Regions from separate parts of the Ovis aries genome. Here region 2 is linked to region 1. Evidence: chromatin contacts called from public Hi-C data. All regions are on one chromosome and are shown on one strand. The core of a region is the stretch at or near the end of the contact, and the rest is flanking DNA. Distances in the headings are between cores, read along the strand shown.

The links. Hi-C and Micro-C count contacts between places; a contact is called where the count stands out from the background.
Region 2: a contact with region 1 is called in a Hi-C map of liver, with 7 times the contacts expected there. The contact joins the enhancer-like site here to the promoter of MYO1D in region 1. A contact is called at or near these places in 10 of 16 Hi-C or Micro-C datasets (hypothalamus, liver, mixed tissues and 5 more).

What each region holds. Positions count from the first base shown.
Region 1 is chr11:17,082,856-17,086,320 of ARS-UI_Ramb_v3.0, forward strand. MYO1D (myosin ID) reads left to right here and starts at 1,778. Exons shown (of 22, transcript XM_015098505.3): 1 at 1,778-2,124. The coding sequence starts at 2,030.
Region 2 is chr11:17,181,200-17,184,664 of ARS-UI_Ramb_v3.0, forward strand. The region is part of intron 1 of MYO1D (myosin ID); the gene reads left to right. Among named protein-coding and RNA genes, the nearest start is that of MYO1D, 98 kb to the left of the region's middle. Within about 2 kb of position 1,717, at least 10 of the 54 cell types and tissues checked have an H3K27ac peak or open chromatin away from gene starts, as enhancers often do.

The sequences.
Region 1 (3,465 bases), core at 528-3,027:
AATTAAACATTTTCAATCTTACAGTACAGTGCCTTGAAAAATACAGTAGTACATCAGAACAGCCAGCACACATGGGCTGGCATTGAGTGAACGCACAAGAAGAGTTACTGACTGGAGGTGGGAGAAGAGGTGGAAGATGGTAGAGCTGAAGGATCGTCAGCAATAGGAGACGGAGGGCAAGCTGCAATTTCGCTTACACCTGACACTGATGGAACACACTTGGAGATCTTTGAAAGTTCACAACTTGAAGGTTCGAATGTAGGGGACTTACTGTAGACGGTCCTAATAGAAACAAAGGACCGAAGCAGTGCAGCTGCCTTAGAAACCATTTATGATAGACTTTCACTGAGAAAATGCAGTCTGGGTTCCAAAGGAATTTTCCAGGATCAATATACCTATAAACTGGAGACCACTTAAAACTCATTCTATCCCATTGGATCACTGTGCATTTCATAAGGACGTGTGCAAGGCCATACAACAGCTCCTTGGTGGGTGCCAAGGGGGAGACGGAAACATTTCAGACACCATCCCATGCTCAAGAAGCCTACAATAATCTCAGGGAGAAGATACATAAATGAAAAACAACAATATAAGGTAATACTTGATGACAAGCTGAGTTGTCATTGTTTTGTTTAGTTGCTAGTCATGTCTGACTCTTCACAACCCCATGGACTATAGCCTGCCAGGCTCCTCTGTCCATGGGATTTTCCAGGCAAGAATACTGGAGTGGGTTGCCATTTCCTCCTTCAGGGGATCTTCCCGACCCTGGGATCAAACCCAGATCTCCTGCATTGGCAGGTGGAGACTGAGCCACGCTACCACCCAGGCTACCACTTTACCACTGAGCCAAGTGGAAAGCCACTCTTAGGCAGGTGGAAGAGAAAAATGGATCAGGGAACACCGAGAAGGAAAGCAATCTGCCAGGTGGCTAAACGCTGGGGCTCAAAAGTCAAATGACCTGGATGAAATTGCAGCTTCCCCACCACTTAAGCAGCCTGTGGCAAGTAACTAACTTCTCTAAGTCCCTCAGAAAAACTCTGAGCACTTTTGGTCCCCTCAACAAGCTAATTACTATTACTGCCTCAGTCTGAATGTGAACCATCATTTGAAGGATGGAGAGGATGTGGGCAGATCAGGAGAGAGCATCGCAGCCGAGTGTCAGAATCATCATGAATCATCCACGTGAGAAGCTCCACGAGCTACTTTTGTTAACTTTGTTGGCATCTACCAAATCCCTGGGAAAGACTGAAGGCGAGAGAAGGGGACGACAGAGGATGAGATGGATGGAGGACATCGCCGACTCAATGGACTTTGAGTTTGCGTAAGCTCCGGGAGTTGGTGATGGACAGGGAAGCCTGGCGTGCTGCAGTCCTTTGGGTCGCAAAGAGTCGGACCCGACTGAGTGACTGAACTGAACCAAGCCCCGGGCGGGAGGCAGCAATCCTGGAAACTTGATTCCACCCACCTCCTACGTCCGCACTCCTCGGCACCGCCCCGCTGAGCGCCCAGCGACCGTCCCCAGAGGGCGCTGCCGCCCCGCCGCCGGGGCCCGGGCCCGGGGCGCGCCCCCGCCGGCTGCCCCGCGCGTGCGCGCCGCCCAGGTGAGGAGGCGGCGGCCTGCGCCCCGGCGGGGGCGGCTCCTCGGCTGGCGGGGCGGGGAGGAGGGGAGGCCGGGAGGCGGGGACAGGACGGGGCGGGGCGGGGCGGGGCGGGGGCCAGACCAAGGCCAGAGGCGGGACCAGCCGCCGCCGTCTCCGTCTCGTTGTCCCGTCCCCCCACAGCGCCGGGCCGCCGCCGCGGGAGAAGCGGAAACTGCCGGGTGTGCCGCGCCGGCCCAGAGCGCGCCGAGGAGCCGCGGGGCGGCCTCCGTCCGGTCCAGATCCCTCCGAGTGGCCACGGAGCCCCCGTCCCCGCGCCCCGCCCCGACCCCGCCCGAGCTCGCCGCTCGCCCCGGGGACCGGCCCCCCGCGCCGTCCGAGCGAGCCCACCTGAGTCCGTCCGCGCCCACCTGAGCCCGTGCGCCGGCGCCATGGCGGAGCAGGAGAGCCTGGAGTTCGGGAAGGCGGACTTCGTGCTGATGGACACCGTCTCCATGCCCGAGTTCATGGCCAACCTCCGGCTCAGGTGAGGGCGGCGGAGCGGCCGTGCGCAGTGCCGCGAGCCTGCGCCTTTCCGAGAGGGGGCGCCCTGGACGTGTGGCCGGATTCGGGGTGCGGCGGGGGGTGTCCGGGGTCCGCTAAGCTCGCTGGTTGCATACCGGGGTGCGGTCGCATCCGAGTGGAAGGGGCGTGCCGAGCTCCGGGGCTGCGCGTTCCAGAGTAAGGGGTGTCCTTGGGTGCCGTCCGGACGGAAGGGTGGGTATCGGGGGTGTGCCGAGCTGGAGGTTGCGCTTGGGGCCGGGCAGGCTAGTGCACTGCCCCCAGGTAAATGCTGTGGGCGGGCCGGGTGACCTAATGGAAACAAAAGTAAAGGGAAATAAAAACTTTCGGGAGAGTCCTGGCGGCCTCAAGCCCCTGGGAAGACTGGAGGGTTGTTTTGCAGAGAGACTGGGGGTCTCATCGTGGTTTCACAGTTGGTTCTTTTTCGCTTTCGTCTTCTCCTTTATTTATCTTTTCCTGGCGTGGTTCCATCACGTCATTCAGGATGCTATGGAGTGATCCCTGAGCCGTCTGTTCCGGGACACTGGCTATTTTTTAGTTACTCTCTAAAAACGTAATTAGACACGTTTCCAGACATCGAAGAGACTGCTCTGCTTGCCAGTGCCAAGATAAACTGTCTGAATTTGACAAGGCATTCATGGTTTCAGTTTTTTTTTTTTCTTCCTCAAGGAGTTGTGGATGGAGCCCTTGTGTTACTAACATCCTTGAGAATGTAGTCACAACTCAACGCCCCGGAATGGGCTTCCAGGGCGAATTTGTTTTCGAAAGGCTTTTACGTGTGGTTATTACACTCCTGAGAGAGTAATATATGTAAGCAGAGCTTTAAAGTAGTTTGGCTTAAAAAAAAATTACAGTAATGGAGTTTCAAAACTGAGTTTTTAGGGGGAAGAGTGTGTGTGTGTGTTTCCTGAAAGTCCTGATCCCATTTCTTGTACGATTTGAGTATAACTCCATGCTGTGCTGTGCTGAGTTTGTGAAAATCTTAATCTAGGTTAGGATGCTTAACTAATCCCACTTCTCAGCATAAATTCCGGTGTTAACTTGAAGAATTTTTAAAACTTTTTTAACCTTCAAAATTGCAATCTGTGTAGTCATCATCTGCTCTTAGCCAGGCTTCATTATGTGCCATAGTAAGGAGCAGGGACGCAAACTGGTGTTCACCCACCGCTGCAAAGGACTTTGAGCCAGTATGCATGTCTGAATTTCCTAATTTGTGAAATAATAATCTCCAAGATTCTTCTGTATTACTTTTTGTTGTTGTTTTTGCTTTCACCTATCATGGTTGCAAAGCCTTGTTAGACTTGAC
Region 2 (3,465 bases), core at 467-2,966, 98 kb after region 1:
GCAGTCCAAGGGACTCTCAAGAGTCTTCTCCAACACAACAGTTCAAACGCATCAATTCTTCGGCGCTCAGCCTTCTTCACAGTCCAACTCTCAAATCCATACATGACCACAGGAAAAACCATAGCCTTGACTAGACGGACCTTAGTCGGCAAAGTAATGTCTTTGCTTTTGAATATACTATCTAGGTTGGTCATATTTGTTTAAATGTTTCGGAATTCATGTACAAGACATAACCTTGGTATTGTCTCCATTGCTATTCACTAATTCAAAAGCTTAGTACCTCCTTGTTTCATTCACAAGTCAGTGAAAATATCTGGCCCATTCGATAAATATTTTAAATAAATTCCTTTTAATAATTGTTTTAAAAATCAATTGCTGTTAAGCTGTTTTCACTATTTGGGAAGTTTCAAAAGGGGAAGAAATGTGAACAGAGCAAAGACCATATAGTCCTAGAGTCGGAGATAGGGTACCATGGCTTCTTACAGGAGCTGATGCTTGGACTTTTGAAGGAGTAGGAATCTCTAAGAATACGATGGAAAGAGACAGGTGGAGAAAGGTATTTAGGCAGAATGGACCCCATGGACAAACCATGCAGGCCTGGTGGCCCTGGGGACTGTAAATAGCTCATTAGTGTGACAGCAAGAGTGACAGGGGCTGGGTGGGTGGGTGGAAGTGTTGCAAGGAGTTGGGAGAGTCAAACGGAGAGAATCATGGAGGCCAGAACACACGTGTGCCCTGCTGTGGTTTGTATATTACCCTTCAGGGTTCCATATCAAAAGGCGTTCGTTGTGATCACCTTTGCCACCATGGTACATGCTTGTAGTATCTTAATTCTCACACTCTATCATTATTATTTATTTACAATACTTCCCTGTTCTTCAGGCTTCCCCTGTGGCTCAGCTGGTAAAGAATCTGCCTGCAATGCGGGAGACCTGGGTTCGATCCCTGGGTTGGGAAGATCCCTTGGAGGAGGGAAAGGCACACTCCAGTATTCTGGCCTAGAGAATTCCATGGACTATACCCATGGGGTCACAAAGTCGGACACGACTGAGCGACTTTCACTCACTCACTCACTCCCTGTTCTTTATTCCTTTTTTAATCCCCAGAGTCAGGTCCCGCGCCTGGCACAAAGTTGATATTTGAATAATGAACTGTAAAATTTCTGAAACGTGAAATATTTCAGATAGAATGAATGATAAAAGTTTATCATCAAAGGTTTGCACACAGAGATCGTAGAAATGCCTTCCTTGGTCTCTCAAAAGAGATGGTGTCAGGCATGTGTCATCGAGGATAATTACTGCCTTTCCTCCTGGAGACAACCAGGGTGGTGAGGATTACCTTCAGTGCTGGCAGACTTCATACCCTGCGGCTCTCCAAAACAAGTGGAGCTCTCGGGTTGGTGTTAAGGCGTGTGTTGGCACCATCTAGTGGTGGTTTTAATACCTGGCCAAATGGAAGGTTTCATCATTCATCACCAAACGCTTCCTGAAGTGTATTTCACGTCGTATCTTGTTCAGCCTTAGCCACTGTCTTCAACTTCATAGCTAGCATTGGAAGTTTCATATATTGCGTTTTACAAAGATGCTCTCAAGTTTTAATGAACAAGACATTCTATTTGAAATAAAATGGAATTTCAGAGGAAGTACAGGGTTGGACAGACCTGGAATCTTAGAACAACATTCTAATCTCATATGTTATTTGCTCTCTCTTAGTCACAGAGTTCCAGACTCATGAGGTAATATTTTTTTCCTAACATCCTCCTCCTTCTCTCTGTTTTTTCTGTTTGGACGATGTTTTTTTTAAACGAAAGAATTTTGTCCTTTGAGTTCTTATCTTTGAAGAAAGCTGTTGAGTGTGTCCTTCAAACATACAGGTTAAACCAGAAAGGCTTGAGCGGTGAATCTTAGCTGCTCCTTGCTTTTGTGGGTCTTTGAGTGTGAGTTATGTGGACATGTTCCTTGTTACTTATGTTGATTGACAGCTGAGGCAGGGAATCAGATTATGATCACTGCATTAATTCCTCATGTGGGGGGATGGCTGTGCTTCTAGGAGCAATGTTAATAAAATAAAAGCATTTATTAAAAATCTCCTTCATGCAGAACATAATTGGATGCATAAGATTAATTGCCTTTTTTTTTTTTTAAGTACTTACTCAGTGCTGGAGGGAGGGAAGGATATAATTATCACCATTTTATAGGTGAAGGAGCTGAAACTTGTGGAGGTTAAGCAGCTTTCACAGTCTCTCGGCTCTTAAATTTGCGATGTGAACCTTTGGACCCAGGTATCAAGGACTCCAGGGTTGGTGCGTTTAGCTACCACAGAAGCTTTCTGTCCAACAATGGGAAGAATGCATAGGAAAACCACAGGAGAAGAAGGCACAGAAAACCTTAAAGTTGCCAATAACTCTCATTTAAGCATACACCAATTGCTTGATAAAAATCGTGGTATTAATTTATTGCTGACATTATCAGCGTATTTGTTTCCACTCCTAATTATAGCCGACAGCCTTCATTCCAGTGCAAAGGGAGTTTAAGGGTCTTGCCCTCTGGTCTCTCGTTAGGCTCTAGTTATTGCCTTGCTGCACTCACTCGACAGCAGGACTGTGCAGAGACCCAGCCACTGTGGACCAGCATCCTCCCATGTTGGCACTCCCTTCTTCCAGCTCTTGGACATGAGCTCTGTCTGTGTGAGCCTCTCGGCAGGTGGAGTATGTCGTGCCAGCCACTTGCGTAGAAATGTCCATAAGGTATTGGCTTTATATGTGTTTATAAGTATGAATTAATGTGTCAGTGGTAAATATATACGGGTTTTCTAAATTTTATGTTGAATTTTTTTCTCTGCAGATATAGATGCATAATTTTGCACAGTTGGAGTCATATCATGTGTGCTGGGGGGTTTTTTACTCTTTTTTCTTTTCTTAGTTCCTCTGGCTTTCTTCTAGCTGCCCACATGGCCTTCCTCCTCATCACCCTACTATATGTGTCTAAAAATACGTAAGACATAACATGATGCAGCCTTCCATATTTTTCCATGCTCATGTAATCATTTACAAAATATATTTATGTACAGTTATATATGGGCTTCCCAGGTGGTGCTAGTGGTAAAGAACTCGCCTGCCAATGCAGGAGACATAAGAGACGTGGGTTTGATCCCTGGGTTGGGCCGATCCCCTGGAGGAGGGCATGGCAACCCACTCCAGTATTCTTGCCTGGAGAATCCCATGGACAGAGGAGCCTGGCTGGGTACAGTCCATAGGATCACACACAGTTGGACATGACTGAAGTCCACGCACGCAGTTATGTACCTGTCACATACATATACAGAGTGGATTTTTAGCCTCTTATATGTGTGAGTGGTGGGATCGTGTTATACTTTTTAAAATAGACATACTTTTCAATCTGCTATCCTATTCCTGGAGATCCGTTTCACAGAAATGAAAGCACTGATTTGTAAGATTATGTGCCA